2 separate regions of the Mus musculus genome follow, and region 2 is linked to region 1. Evidence: chromatin contacts called from public ChIA-PET data. All regions are on one chromosome and are shown on one strand. Each heading gives the region's core, a stretch centred on a gene start, on an enhancer-like site or on the middle of the called end of the contact. The rest is flanking DNA. Distances are from core to core; before and after follow the strand shown.

The links. ChIA-PET counts read pairs in DNA pulled down with a chosen protein or histone mark.
Region 2: an RNA polymerase II ChIA-PET map of memory CD8 T cells shows a contact between it and region 1, with 7 read pairs. The contact joins the promoter of Cd96 here to the promoter of Phldb2 in region 1. A contact is called at or near these places in 1 of 39 promoter capture datasets (pre-B cells), 2 of 484 Hi-C or Micro-C datasets (the HL-1 cell line and ventricular fibroblasts) and 1 of 115 datasets of contacts at active chromatin or transcription factors (memory CD8 T cells).

The regions. Positions count from the first base shown.
Region 1 is chr16:45,841,968-45,848,722 of GRCm38.p6, reverse strand. It overlaps Phldb2 (pleckstrin homology like domain, family B, member 2), which reads left to right and starts at 4,345. Exons shown (of 18, transcript NM_153412.4): 1 at 4,345-4,515.
Region 2 is chr16:46,116,870-46,123,624 of GRCm38.p6, reverse strand. It overlaps Cd96 (CD96 antigen), which reads left to right and starts at 3,377. Exons shown (of 15, transcript NM_032465.2): 1 at 3,377-3,593; 2 at 5,586-5,939. The coding sequence starts at 3,533.

The DNA.
Region 1 (6,755 bases), core at 3,096-5,595:
GCATAGGGGAAAAAGATAAACATCTGTCTGTCTAGAACTCCCATTCTAGTAAGGCTAAGCAGATGCTAACATAATTTAGGAGTACACTTTGTGATTTCTACACTTTACATCTAGTATTAGTATTGGAGTATTATCTAAAGGCCCTTCTGTGGGAGGCTGGGTCATCATCTTACCATACTGTTAGGAGGAGATGGTAAATTTAAGATTAAAGTGAAACTCTAAGCCCAACACTGTGGGACATGCCTTTAATTCCTGCACTCTGGAGGCAGAGTCATCCCGATCTCTGAGTTCAGGCCAGCTTGGTCTGCATGGCAAGTTCTAGGCCAGCCACTGAGATGGTAATACATTGTCTTAATGTTTAAAAATCAACAAACAAACAAAAAACAAAAAGAGAAAACAAGTGAGCTAGGCATGATAGTACACACCTTTGATTCTAGCACTCCAGAGGCAGAGGGAGGCAAATTGCTGTGAGTTTGAGCTAGCCTGGTCTACAGAGCAATTCCCAGGACAGCCAGGGCTACTCAGAGAAACTGTGTCTTCAAAAAAACAAAATAATGAAACGACAAAAAAAAATGAAGCTGGAAGTGAGGGAAGAATTAGTACTATCAGCCACCAACCCCACTCTCTTGTTCCCTAGGATGGGATAAGCAGTTCTTGTCTTCTACATGGGTGTGTGCTGCCTTATCACAGACATAAAGCAGCTTGGCTGAAACCTCCTAAACCCATGGGCCCAGAATACCTTTTCTCTTAATGAGTTTATCTCAGATATTTGTTACAGTAACAACGGTTAGAATACAAATTACAATTATAAACTAAAGAAAAGATATTGGAAAGGCAAGTTCATCTTAAACGTTTAGCAGAATGGTCCAGGAAGGCCTGAGCAACATGGTTAAATCTGAGCAAAGGAAGTGAGGGGCCGCTCTATACGATGCATGGGGAAGGGCGGGGAGCCTGGAACAGAGGGAGCAAGCTCTGGGTTCCTGAGGCAGATGCACAAGTCTCTGGAAATCTAATGCAGAGATGTTGAGGAGAGTGAGAGATAATAAGAGATACCGGGGGCATCAAGAGTTGAGTGAGAGAGGCAGGAGGCACTGGGAGGGAAGCCTAGCTCAGCAATGCCCTCCTAGGCCAGCACATGGGATTCAGCTTTTGCTTTGACTGAGCAGGGTCACCGCAGAATTGTAGGGAAAGGAGTAGTTGTGTTGCCTAATCTTTTACAATCATCATCCTGGCTTCTGTGTTGACCCTATCCGGTAAGAGAGCAAAGACTGGAACAGGGCAAGGGTAAGTCAAGGCAGTATGGCAGGTGAGCTCTAGCTGAGATAAACAGTGTGGTAGCAAGCAGCTGAAATCTGTGCTGATTTCAATAAGAGCAGAAAGGTCTTTCTGATGAGTTGGAGAGAAAAGAAATTCAAGGATGACGTAAGGTTTTAGACCCAATAGGAGGAAGACTGCAGTTGGAAAAGAGTGGCTGGAGACCGAGGAAGAGATTTTAGGGAATCAGTGTTGGAAATGGTAAATACGTGGTCAGAAGGCATCCATGTGGGCTGCTGCCAGGGGTCTGGGATTCGGGAGGCGTGGGTTGGGGTGGGTGCAAAGTTTGTGGAGAGTCAACTCATGATGGGACTTAGTTCTGTGGGGGTAGAGTGATAGCACCAGTGGAAGCCCCTAGACTGAAACTAGGTCCAGAGTCTGAATTCTGGGTAGTCAGTGCTTAGATCAGAAGAAAAAGGAAGAGAAAAGGGAGCTAAGGATCAGCTGGTAATTGCTACTGAGGAGTGAGATGCACACCCCCACCCTGCCCCCGTGCTGAGAGAATAGTGATGGAACTTGCTAATGCTGAGAGACACAGCCAGCTCTTGGTGCACTCCAGCCTGATCCCCCTACTCCTGCCCCCACAAGTCCCCAGGCCACCCCCAAATCTATTTCCCCTTCCTGGGGATACTCATGCTACCCACCTAGAGCCCTCCCCTTTACCTACTCTTTGGGCCTATAGATTGTAGCTTGATTATCCTTTATTTAGCAGCTAATATCCACTTATAAGTGAATGCATGCCATCTTTACCTTTCTGGGTTTGAGTTTCCTCACTCAGGATGATTTTTTTTCTAGTAGCATCCATGTGCCTGCAAATCATGGTGTCATTTTTAAAACAAACGAGTAATATTCCATTATATTACTGTACCACATTTTCTTTATCCATTCTTTGGCTAGGAACATCTATGTTGCTTCCGATTTCCAGCTATTATGAATAAAGCCACAATAAGCATAGTTGAGCAACCGTCCTTGTGGTAGGATGGATGGTCCTTTGGATATAAGCCCAAGAGTGATATAGCTTTGGATATAAGCCCAAGAGTGATATAGCTTTGAATATAAGCCCAAGAGTGATATAGCTTTGAATATAAGCCCAAGAGTGATATAGCTGAATCTTGAGGTAGATTGATTCCCAACTTTTGGAGGAGCCACCATATTGATTTCCACAGTCAGCCCTTGGTGTTTTGAGTCAGGCTTTACATAGCTCAGGCTGGTCCTAACTGGTTAAGAGACCCAAGCCTGCACGCTACTCTTGATCATCCTGCATCAACTGGTCAAGAGCTGGAATTATTGTCCCGTACCACCATACCTGGGAAGAAGCAATTTTTTCAGTTGCATAATTTAAGCTCAGGGGAATACAATAAAGGCAACTTCTGACTGGAGTATATGGGAAGGCAGAGAGTTGAGATAGCTTTTTGTAACAATTGGCCATCATTTTGCTATAGTTAAACAGGTAAGTGTATGGAGAGGCAAGTGGCTCAAGAGTGTCTTTCCTTTCATTGAGATGGGATAAATGATTTTAAGTTGATGGAGATGAGGTGAAAGGATGGGGTGTAAGTCATGTGAATTTAATAGCGTGGGATACCGAGGTGGTGCGTTGAGAATGCTCTAAAACACAAATCATCCTTATAGGAGTGGTTCTCATGGAAATTAGAAGTCAAAATTTCGGGGCTGGAGAGGTTGTTTGGCAGCAAAGAGCTGTCTAGCTTTTGAAGAGGATCTGAGTTTGGCTGTCAAAACCCTTGTGGAGTGGCTCATGGCCATTTCTGCTTTCCCTTCCTACTTGGATTCACGTGCACACACATGCACCAAAGCACACGCAGGAATAAATAGTAAACATTATTTAATCTTAAAAGTCATACTTTTGCTCAATAAAACATTTTAAATATGCATTTTATTAGTGCGTGTTCTCACAGCTAAAGGCATTGTGTATAGATGAAGCATAGGTTTATTAACTACTGGAAGTACCTACACTAGTACCCCTGTTGCTATTGCTACAGCCTTGAAGACATCCTTGGTGGTAGCTAAAACAATTTGCTAGGGCCATATTGTTATTAAAGAGCTTGCCGGTCCTGGACCTTGCGAGTTCCTCCAAGGTTCTTGTCTTTCTTTGACTTAACCCCACTGGGGCAGAACTTTACAAACATCCACATTTGCATGCGTCAAGACAGACTAGCTGCTCAGGGAAGCAAGGCTGAAAGGCGTTCACGTTAATATTGCTTCCACTGGTTATGTTAAATGTGTTGGAAAATGCAGAACCCTTTATGAGACATCCCTCCAAGGCAATCAGTATCACGGAGTTTTAAATCTGCTTGATTCCAGCCCTGACCCCAGGCGGTTCCATTGCCATTTGGCACAGCTGCTTTTCTGACGCATCAGGTAAACCTGCCCTGGGGAGAGCAGTCTATGGTGAAGTCACCTGGAGTTTCACAGAGCAGAAACTTCGTCCTGGGGAGGAAATCGCACTCCAGGACGTGTTGTGTTCTCTCGTCCCATTTCCACCTTATTTAAAAAAAAAAAAGAAAAGAAAAGAAAAGAAAAGAAAAGAAAAGAAAGCCAACAACAAAGGTTTCTAGCACATAGCTGCGAACGTAGCTTTGAGAAAGTGGAGCCTAGAGATGTGACGAGTGGCCAGGCCACTCCAAACGCAGTAAAAGCAGCAGCAGCTTAGCTCCCTAAGAACCTAGGCTCCAGGACTTCCTAGCTGGGAACTCCAAGGATCCGCTGCGGTGCCTCGAAACTCGGGTCGGGACCAGGAGGGAGCTTCGAGGAGTCCACCACCGCGGGCCGAGGGGCTCTGCTGAGTGTGACACAGAGCACCCAGGGTGCCTGCCTTCTGTGGCCGCCTGCATTCGGCCACCTTATCGCCCCAGGTGAGTAGTGGGCTACAGAGGGCCTGGAGGAGCCGGCCCGCATTGCCTTTGCGCACCCTGGTGGCTCCTTGGGGACACAGCCTCCCCCTCAGCCGACTTGGTAGCCGCCCGTCTCTCTGCGGAGGTCGGGGGCGGAGAGGAGGCGGTGGCCGCCCCCACCGGGAGGGGCGCCCGGAGTGCGCGGTGTGCGGCGGCAGGGTCTGGCTGCAGCCTGCGGCAGCGGCGGGGACCGGACTAGGACACAGGGAGAGAGGGAGGGCGGAGGCAAGGGACAGGCCCAAGGGCAGCGGGACCCGAGGAGAGAGTTGCAGTTCCAGAGAAAGATGAGCTGGTGAGTGGGCGCCCTGAGCGCAGATTTTCTTTGCTTCCCTTGCAGGCTGTAGAGACAAAAGCCCGGGCAGGGGTCCGCAAAGCCTAAACCTTACAGTCCTAGAGTGCTCTGTCCTCCATTGTGCACGGCGATGCGGGGTGGAGGCATTGTGGGGAAGGGGTGTCCAGTAGGGGTGAGGTTTTCGTGAGTGATTGGGTCGAAAAGGCAGGATTTAATTAAGGGTCCCGAAGGCAACTTTTGCGGAAAGTCTGGATTGCTTAGACAGAGATCTGGATTCCGGGGATAAGAAGATCCACAGCTGGATCTTGAGGAGTACGGGACTCAGATAGGACCTTTCTGAAATCGGCTTCTAGTTGTACTTTGTTTCTAGAATGAGGCTGCACGGCGAGCCTCCGGACCGAGATTCTTTCCAGGAGCTCCTGACTGTGATTCAGTTATGGTTTCCCTATCATCCCACACTGAGGGCGTGATGGTCTCTTTCTCTGTGGTGATAGCAGCTGCAACTCTGGGTAGCATTTCGACCCTCTGCTTCAGCCGCTCAGAGAGCCTGCTGAACTCTGGCTTGGTGCGCTCAGTAACTTCACCCTTGCCAGCAGCACTGGAAGCGGGGAGGACTTAGCTAACTCCCGCCACCGGCAGGAAATTAAAAGGCTGACGGGCTGTCCCTTCCCGGATTGGGGTTTCCTGTTTAAAAGAGCTTTATAAGTCCAACCTCCTTCCAGAGGCTCCTCTTTTACCTTTCTCACTTCAAAGAGGGAAGATTCCCACAGTCTTTTATGTGGACTAGCCAAGACTGGAAATCCTTTCGTCCGGCCCAGCCCTCTTCCCTAGAAGTCTTCCTTTTGTGGTATCTCAAGTGTTCTAGGATACACAGCTAGTCTCCTAGCCAGTCAGAGCTGTGAGGGTAAGTCTAGTAGAGACATAAAATGTGGAGTCCGTTAGTGTAAATATTCACACGTTTCCCCCTCCAGTGTATGAACATGTAAATTACAGATGTAAATGTTCAACTCTGACGCTTGTAACAAAGCTTCTAACTTGGGCTTCACTTGTGTGTTTGAGATTATTTTTCCTCTGGGCTTCAAACGACTGAATTTAGATGGAAGGTTCCAAATATGGTTCACAGTTTCATAGGGTTAAACGTTTGCCCTCGGAGCACTTGAATTCTTAGTTCCTGGTAGGCTAGCAACACATTCATTGGGTCTGAGGTAAATAATCCTTTAGAGTGGTCTACTATTTTAACAGAACATGCTTGGTGCCATTTGAACCTTAAATGTGCCATTTAAGGTTCGTTGAAAAGTAACAGTTGTGTTTTCCTGAGGTTCCCTTCCTGGACTTAGTTGTTTAAAAGTTTTTAACTGAATGGTTTTTTTTTCTTTCTCCTTATAAATACATTGTGGAATTTAAACATTGCGTATAATTAAGAAACTCCGCAGTCTCCAAACATTGACAAAGGCCTTTAAAAGAGAGGAGAGATGAGCCTTTGCATTTAGCTTGGTGTAGCTTTTACTCCAGAGGCAGGGAAGTTTGCAAATCCTAGCACGCTCACAAATGGCAAAAGGAGATGTTTGGTTAAGAGCAGTCATCCAGGGCAGGCAATTTGCAGGCTTCTGTCTGGTTCCCCACAGCTGGCAGCTGCTGCTCTTTTGGGGTGAGAAAGGACAGCAGGGCTATCTGCTGCATCCCTGCTTGGGGCAAGCCAGAAAAGCTAGATAAGAAGGTGGGTGAAGATGCAGCCCATCTCTTCAACAACTCTGGCCAAAGTGCGTCACTTCCCCTGGCATTTTCAGGAGAAGGGAGAAAAGCCAAAGTTGACTTGATGGAGCTTGATTGAAGGGCTTTTCGTTACTTTCTTCAGTGTTGTTGGCTCTATGCATGGTGGGTTGTGGAGTGTAATGGAGAACTCACTTCAGGAGTCTTTATTAGTTTTGCATCATTGTTTAAAGCCGTTGGGGCATTGTGGTTATAGTAATTGACCTTACAGGATGCTACATTTCAGCCCTTGGCAGAGAGGGGTTGCCTCAGGTGACAGGGAAAGACAGGAACATTGTACATTTTCCAAGAATACCTGAGCTTTATAAATTGTCATTAAATCTCTCTGAGCTTAATTATTAAATGTGGGGAAACACCTTTTGAGTGGTGTGCTTTGTCTTGAAAGCCCCGAAGTGTGTTTTAGCAGTAGTTCTCAGGAAGAAGGAGTGGCCTGCTGTCTGAATCTTGGCAAGTCTTTTGGTTATGAAGCT
Region 2 (6,755 bases), core at 2,128-4,627, 280 kb before region 1:
ATGATTTGCTAAAATGAAGGATCAGTCTGAATTTTAGAACTCCTCTTCATGATCTTATTTCAACATTGTGGACACTGTGAAGTGAGAATTGTTTTAATGGTTGGGGCATTGCCTTAGAGTCTTACTGAAAATTATTTATACAGGACCCGTTTCAGACTCATGACTCTTCTGAGTATTGTGGATAGAGCAATCAGGGTGACTTATCATGTATACTGTATCTCTCCTTTCTTGGTAAAGGCCATGCTGCCCTTACACCGTGAACAGCACTGCCCACCAGCAGGCACTTTCCTACAGCTCCAAGAATAAAGAAATTCTAAACAGGTCTTCTGCCTCCGTTTTTAAAAAATCAGAATAATTGATTATGTTCTTTGACAATTTTATACATGCAAACAATATACTCTGATCACTTTCTCTCCCCTTCTTTTATAGTCTTCCAATTCCTAACAACCCCCTCCATACCTGTCCTTTTCCTAGATTCTTGACTTTGGTTTTGTTCTGTGACCCACAGTTTAACCAAGACCATCGTTGTGACTGATTGGACCTATCTATTGGTGCTCAGTGAGGTCACCAGTGGGCACACAACAGAATGCAATGACTCTCCATCTCTCTTAATCTCTCAGTAGCAAATACTTCAGCATTGAGGATTGGGGTTCCTTGAGTTCCTCCTCTACCCAAGTTCGACTATTGCAGAACCCATTCTTATACAAACTCAATGCACTCTCCCTTTTTATCTTTCGTTCACTCACCTTGCCCATGGACATCTGGATCATCTTTTCAATGTTTCTTTATGATAAAACAATATCACATTATGCAAATTCTAGAAAAACAAACAAACACAAGACAACAAAACCAGACCTATGTTAATTTCCAAGTGAAGAAGAGAAGCCATGCTTTCTAGTCTGGACTCGAAAGTTCTCTGTATTACAAACTTGCTTCTCTGTAGCTTTGTTTCTCATCCAGCAACTGCCTCAAACAGTTTACACACACACACACACACACACACACACACACACACACACACACACACACATATACACACACACAGTGTCTGCCTTGAACTTTAGGGCTCCCAAGTGTTGGTATCTCCTACTTCCTCTGCTGGAATAACTCATTCAACAGTCTCTTCCAGGATGACTTCTGTAGCATAAGGCCAAACTCAGATTCCATACTTGAGAGGATCCTGGCCACTCCCTCCCTAGGCCTCTCCCCCTTTTCTCCTGCATGTCCTTTGTCTCTCAAGGGAGAGTTATTTATTACCTGGGTGTAACTTTAGCTTGGTTTGTTTCATTTTGTGACACAGGAGGATTCTCTTTCCTGAGAATAATGTCAAGCAGAATGTCAGGTTTCTGGAGAAGAAAGCCCATGATTTTTCCATTATATTTAAAATGACCTAGAGATGTATGTCTTTAGTGATCCCTGAAAGGTCACAATAAATATTTTTTAATTAACCGAATCCTTGAGTGCTGTGTTTTCAAGCACACTGGGAACTGCTCACAAAGCCTAACACTTCAAGTAATTTATGTGAGTAGGTAAAAAAAAAAAAAAATCTAGTTATATTTGAATTGATCACTGTAGAACCACAAAAAAAGGGGGGGGGGGTTTACCTCCTGCTCACCTTTCCACTTCTCAAAGCATCTTCTTCGAATTGAGTAATTTGCATAGACTGTTTAAAAACGTTGTCCAAACACAGTCCTGGCTTGCTTCTCTAGCAGAAATGAATGTGTGTGTGTTCTAGCTCCCCTTTGTAAATAATCGCATTTGTCTCAGAAGTTCAAGAAGTTCAAGGTTGCTCTTCACATTGTGAAACTGACAGCTTCTGTTTCATATGCAGCAGGCTGGAATATCAGGCAGAAGAAAGGCTGTGCGGTTTGGGATTTGGTGAGCAGAGAGGATAACAGGAAAGATTGATATGGCTTCATAGAAGAGTTATTTTTAAGTACAGAGAATGCCTATCCCCCTGCTGAAAGGGCCTTTAGAAAATATTACCAAGACAGAAAAGCTGTGGGGGCCATTCCCACCACCTGGGATAGCCATTCTGGTCTGCAGGCTGTTGCTGCCACCTGCTGCAAGCAGGCAGCCATGGAGGGGCTGTCACTTGGGTCTTGCCACTTCAGAATAACAGATGCATTCAACGTGTGTGGCACAGCCATCTGAGAAGTGTCTTCTCTAAGAGTCTAGATGGATCCCAAGGGAAAATTAGTAAAAATCTGATGGGTTCAGGCCACAGAAATTCCTAGGTATTAGAATCATGAACCATGAATCAAATAAATAGCTAAGACAGATTGGACCAACCGACACCCAAGTGCCTCTAATAAACCACCTTAGCAAAAGGCAGGGATTCTGTGAACAGTGAACCTCTAGTTCTGAAAAATCACACTCTCTCGTCTTAATGAGGCATTCTCCTGCTCTCTTTTTAAAAGTTTCCTCATTTTAATGCAGTAAGAGTCTAAGTACTCCAAGTAAGAATTCAGTAAATTGGGGTTTTTATTGCAGTTTTACAACAGGTGTAGTAAGAGGTGACAAAGTTCCTCTCCAAGTATATAATCTGTCTTCGTCTAATAGGGACACCAAGTCACAGATCAGAGTCTTTCTAACACATCTCCTGGAAGGCTTTATTAAGTCCCATCACTGACTTAACAGAATTCCCAGCTGCGATGAAGAAAGATGCCCTGAGCAGTTACATCACTTCCTGTCCTCCCTTCAAGGATCTGAATTGCTAACCCTCCCTGGAAAAGTCATCAGGACCACCTGACTTAACATACCCACCGACACTCTGTGTAGTTTAGTTCTTTATGGTTTTTGGATTAGCCAGATAAAGCTCTTAGACCTTCATTTAAAACGCCTCCTAGCTGTGACAGTGAGCAATTTCCCCATTTGGTCTCCAAACTGGTAAGGACAAAGGGTAGGAAAGACCCCCTAACTTCTCCCCTCCACAGAAATGTGGATTTACCTACAAGGAACTAGACAATAAATTCAGTTGGATAGCTGACATTACTCCCAGTTATTCTTCAGGGTTTATTAAAATCAAATATGTTAACCATTGTTCTTTCACCCTGGGGCTATTCAGGAAAGAAAATATATCTTATGATTGGACTGAAAAGCTATTACAAGAGGCAGCAAGCTCGTGTTTGCTAAAGGACTTTGTGCTCTTGAAAGGAAATGTATAAAAAGCACAAGGGGACTTCTCTGCACAGTTTCCTTTGTTTCGATTTTAGAAGCAGCTTGACTGACAAAGAAACTGAAGGAGAGAATCTTGGGATATGGAAGCGTCTTTTAAAGGTGAGACAGGCGCAAGGTTTCAGAGAACAGTTTCCACATTGTTCTTGTGAAGGTTATACTTAGCCCTGAACCACACTACTTTCCTGTCTGCATTTCATTTCCTGGGGACTTGCCAAGCGATCAACAGCCCCAACCCTGTGGTAGAGTTGAGGTTTTTGAGCACGAATAGGGTGGCTAGCGTTTGCTTAGCTAGAAACAGCAATCGCCTCCTGTGATCATTACAGAAATGCTGGCGTGAGCTCTTCGGGAGACAATGGGGAGAAAATGGACATATTGTGTTGTTTACACCATCATCCAGATACAGTTTTTCAGGGGTAAGACTTCCGCTCACGCTGGTCTTTTCAGATGGCTGCTTAGGGACCCTTTGCTCCTTTGAAATGCTTCAAGACTGCTGCAGGAGTCGATCACTGAAGGACAAGCTGTTGCTAAGGTTGTCAGTTAGCTGCTTAAGTGGCAGCTACGGGAAAGATGCTAGAGTCGATACAGGATTCCTAATGAGCACAAAACCTAAGGAGGAAACAAACAGCGCCATTGCTCTTGTCTCTCTTTACCATTTCTCCTCTTCAAAGAGTCTTGAATTATGGGAAAATTGTGTGTCTTGGAGAGGAAATGTTCCTGGATCATTATAAAGACAACGGCAGAAAACTAAGACACCCTATAATCATGTCCGTGGTCAGAAAGCCTTGCTCAGCTTTTAATCCTCTCTCAGGCATTTCTTTTCAAATTAACAAACAAGTGTCTCTCCTCCCTAATACTAATGTCATTAGTGGTTGGATTTATGTTAAGCCTAACTCAGTTACATACAAGGAGTACCTTGCAAAGCCAAGGGGAGCCCTTTATGACCATGGGAAATGAAACCTAAAAGGTCCATTTCAAAATGGAAGGAGGAAAGCTTAGTTCTGAACCCCGCAATACAAGATTCGTGCTGAAAACCCGAGCTATGCATGGCAATGAAGATCGCTAGAGTTTCTGAATCAAAGACACGTTGGAACTGGTGATCCAGATAGGCTCGGATGCATGTTATTGAAGGGTCACTCCTGGGGAGTTACATTCAGATGTATAACCTCTGTCTACACAAACTCTGTGCATCCACAAACGTATAATAATTCCTATCCATCAAGTGTCTTTGTTTCTTCTTAGCAGCTTGCTGTCTTTTTATCTATTCCCTTGTGAGCTCTGGGGGACTTGTCCCAGTAATGTATTACTTCTGTGATGGTAAATTTGAAAAGGGCATCTGAAGCATTTCTGAAGACATATCAAAGGCCCAGTGCTGAACAAATTTTGAGTGGTCTGTACCATGCAGTCAGGTTGCCGATGGGAGAAAGAACCTTTCATATCTAGCGTTTCATGAGCTGGTTAGAGATGATACCCTAGGGAACATTTACCTGAGGCACCTGCTCCTTTCTCCTTGGGAGATGTAACTACATGGAGATGAAGGTCCCTTCATCCTCAGAGAGAATGTCAAGTTTCTTATTCTACTCAGCCAGACTGAATGTAGGAAGCAGTTTGGAGTTGCGAAGTTAATGCTAAAGGAAAACTACAGATGTGACTGATTGTGAAGAGAATTCATCTTCTCTTAAGGGAGTCCATCTCTGAATGCTCTACTTCATTTCTCACTGCTTTTCTTTCCTTTTTGATAAGGGAGCCTAATAATATTATCTTATGAAGCATGAAGATTTAAAAGATAGCACGTATAAAAGCCTCTTATAAACACATAATATTTTAAAATAAAAGCCCACTTTATTATAACAGACTTGCAAATAAAGTTTGAAAAGAAAACTATTATACTTAGACTAGTTATTATATATGTAGATGCAGAAAGGTCAACAGTAAGCATGTGTATTAACGACTTCATGCTAAGTTTGCTGGGGCACTTCTGTCTTTAAACAGACTTAAGTTATGAGGCTGAAGAGGGAATTCAGCAATTAAGAGCACTTGCTGCACTTGTAGAGATTGGTTCCAGTGCCCACATCTGGCAATTCATATCCAGCTGTAATTCCAGTTCATGATGGATCTGTGGGCATTTGCATTCATATTCACAAACAGACAGATACTCGTACATATAGGTAAAAACATAATAAAATATCAGTCTTCAAAGATACTTAATTTTATTCACCATCAGTGACCCTCAGTTACTTTTTGGACAGACCAACAAACAGAAATAGGCATGTGTCAACAATTTCTTCTACTTATCTTAAACACACACACACACACACACACACACACACACACACACACAGTGTGCAACCTATAGGGGCACCCCAGGGGAATAACGCAAACTAATTATTCACATCTTTCCTTTCCAGGAGTGTGGGAAGAGCTATTCAATGTTGGAGATGACGTGTATGCTCTACCTGGTTCTGACATCAACTTGACCTGCCAAACAAAGGAGAAAAACTTCTTGGTACAGATGCAGTGGTCCAAGGTCACAGATAAGAATGACATGATTGCTCTTTATCATCCCCAATATGGCCTCTACTGTGGGCAGGAGCATGCCTGTGAGTCACAAGTGGCTGCCACAGAAACTGAGAAGGGTGTAACAAATTGGACTCTGTACTTAAGGAATATCTCTTCTGCCCTGGGTGGAAAGTATGAGTGCATCTTTACTCTGTATCCAGAAGGCATCAAGACTACAGTCTACAACCTCATTGTGGAACCCTGTGAGTATAAACTTCCCACGGAACGATTTCTCTGCTTTCATGAACCTTTCATTCATTTAGTGAATACACGAAGACAGCAGACACTGTCTACATTTGGTATTGAACACACAAAGACCTAGCAGAAAGAAACACTGTCTAATAAGGGAAGTAGCACTGATCAAATAATGATACAGGTAAATGTGAAGTTGTAACAGTGGTAAGCGTTAATAACAAGAACTACGATAGTTGAGAGCATAGCAGAGTCCAGGGAAATGGTCACTGAGAAACACCTAAATTGAAGAATGAGGAGTGAATAGTCACTACTGCAATTTAGAAGAAGTGGGCCATTGTGAGTGAGCTAGAAATGGGGTGGGGACAGCCATGGGAAATGCTTTGCAAAGTTTAAGAAAATGGGAATATGTGAGTACAGTAGAGGCACAGCGAAGGCGAGATCATGCCAGACTTTGTTGGTTATGTTCAAAGCTATGACTTCTACATAAGAATCATAAAAAGAAATGCAATTTTTTTCAACAAGAAGTTAAGATGACATTTGTAGTTTGTGTTCATGTTATAAAGAGATGACCCTGGCTTCAGTTGGAGAATGTCCTTACAGTGGACAAGGAAAAGATGATGGGAAAAGATTAGAAGATCAACTTTGGCTGTCCAGATGAAATGAAATGGCAGTCTGGTATATGAAAGGGAACATATACATTTTACATACTGAGTATAGACTACACATGACTTGATCATAGAGTGGATGTAGGACAAGGACACTGAGTGAAGAAGGAAGACACTCAGAAGGCAACACTGGACTTCTGCTGTGCACACCTGCACAGT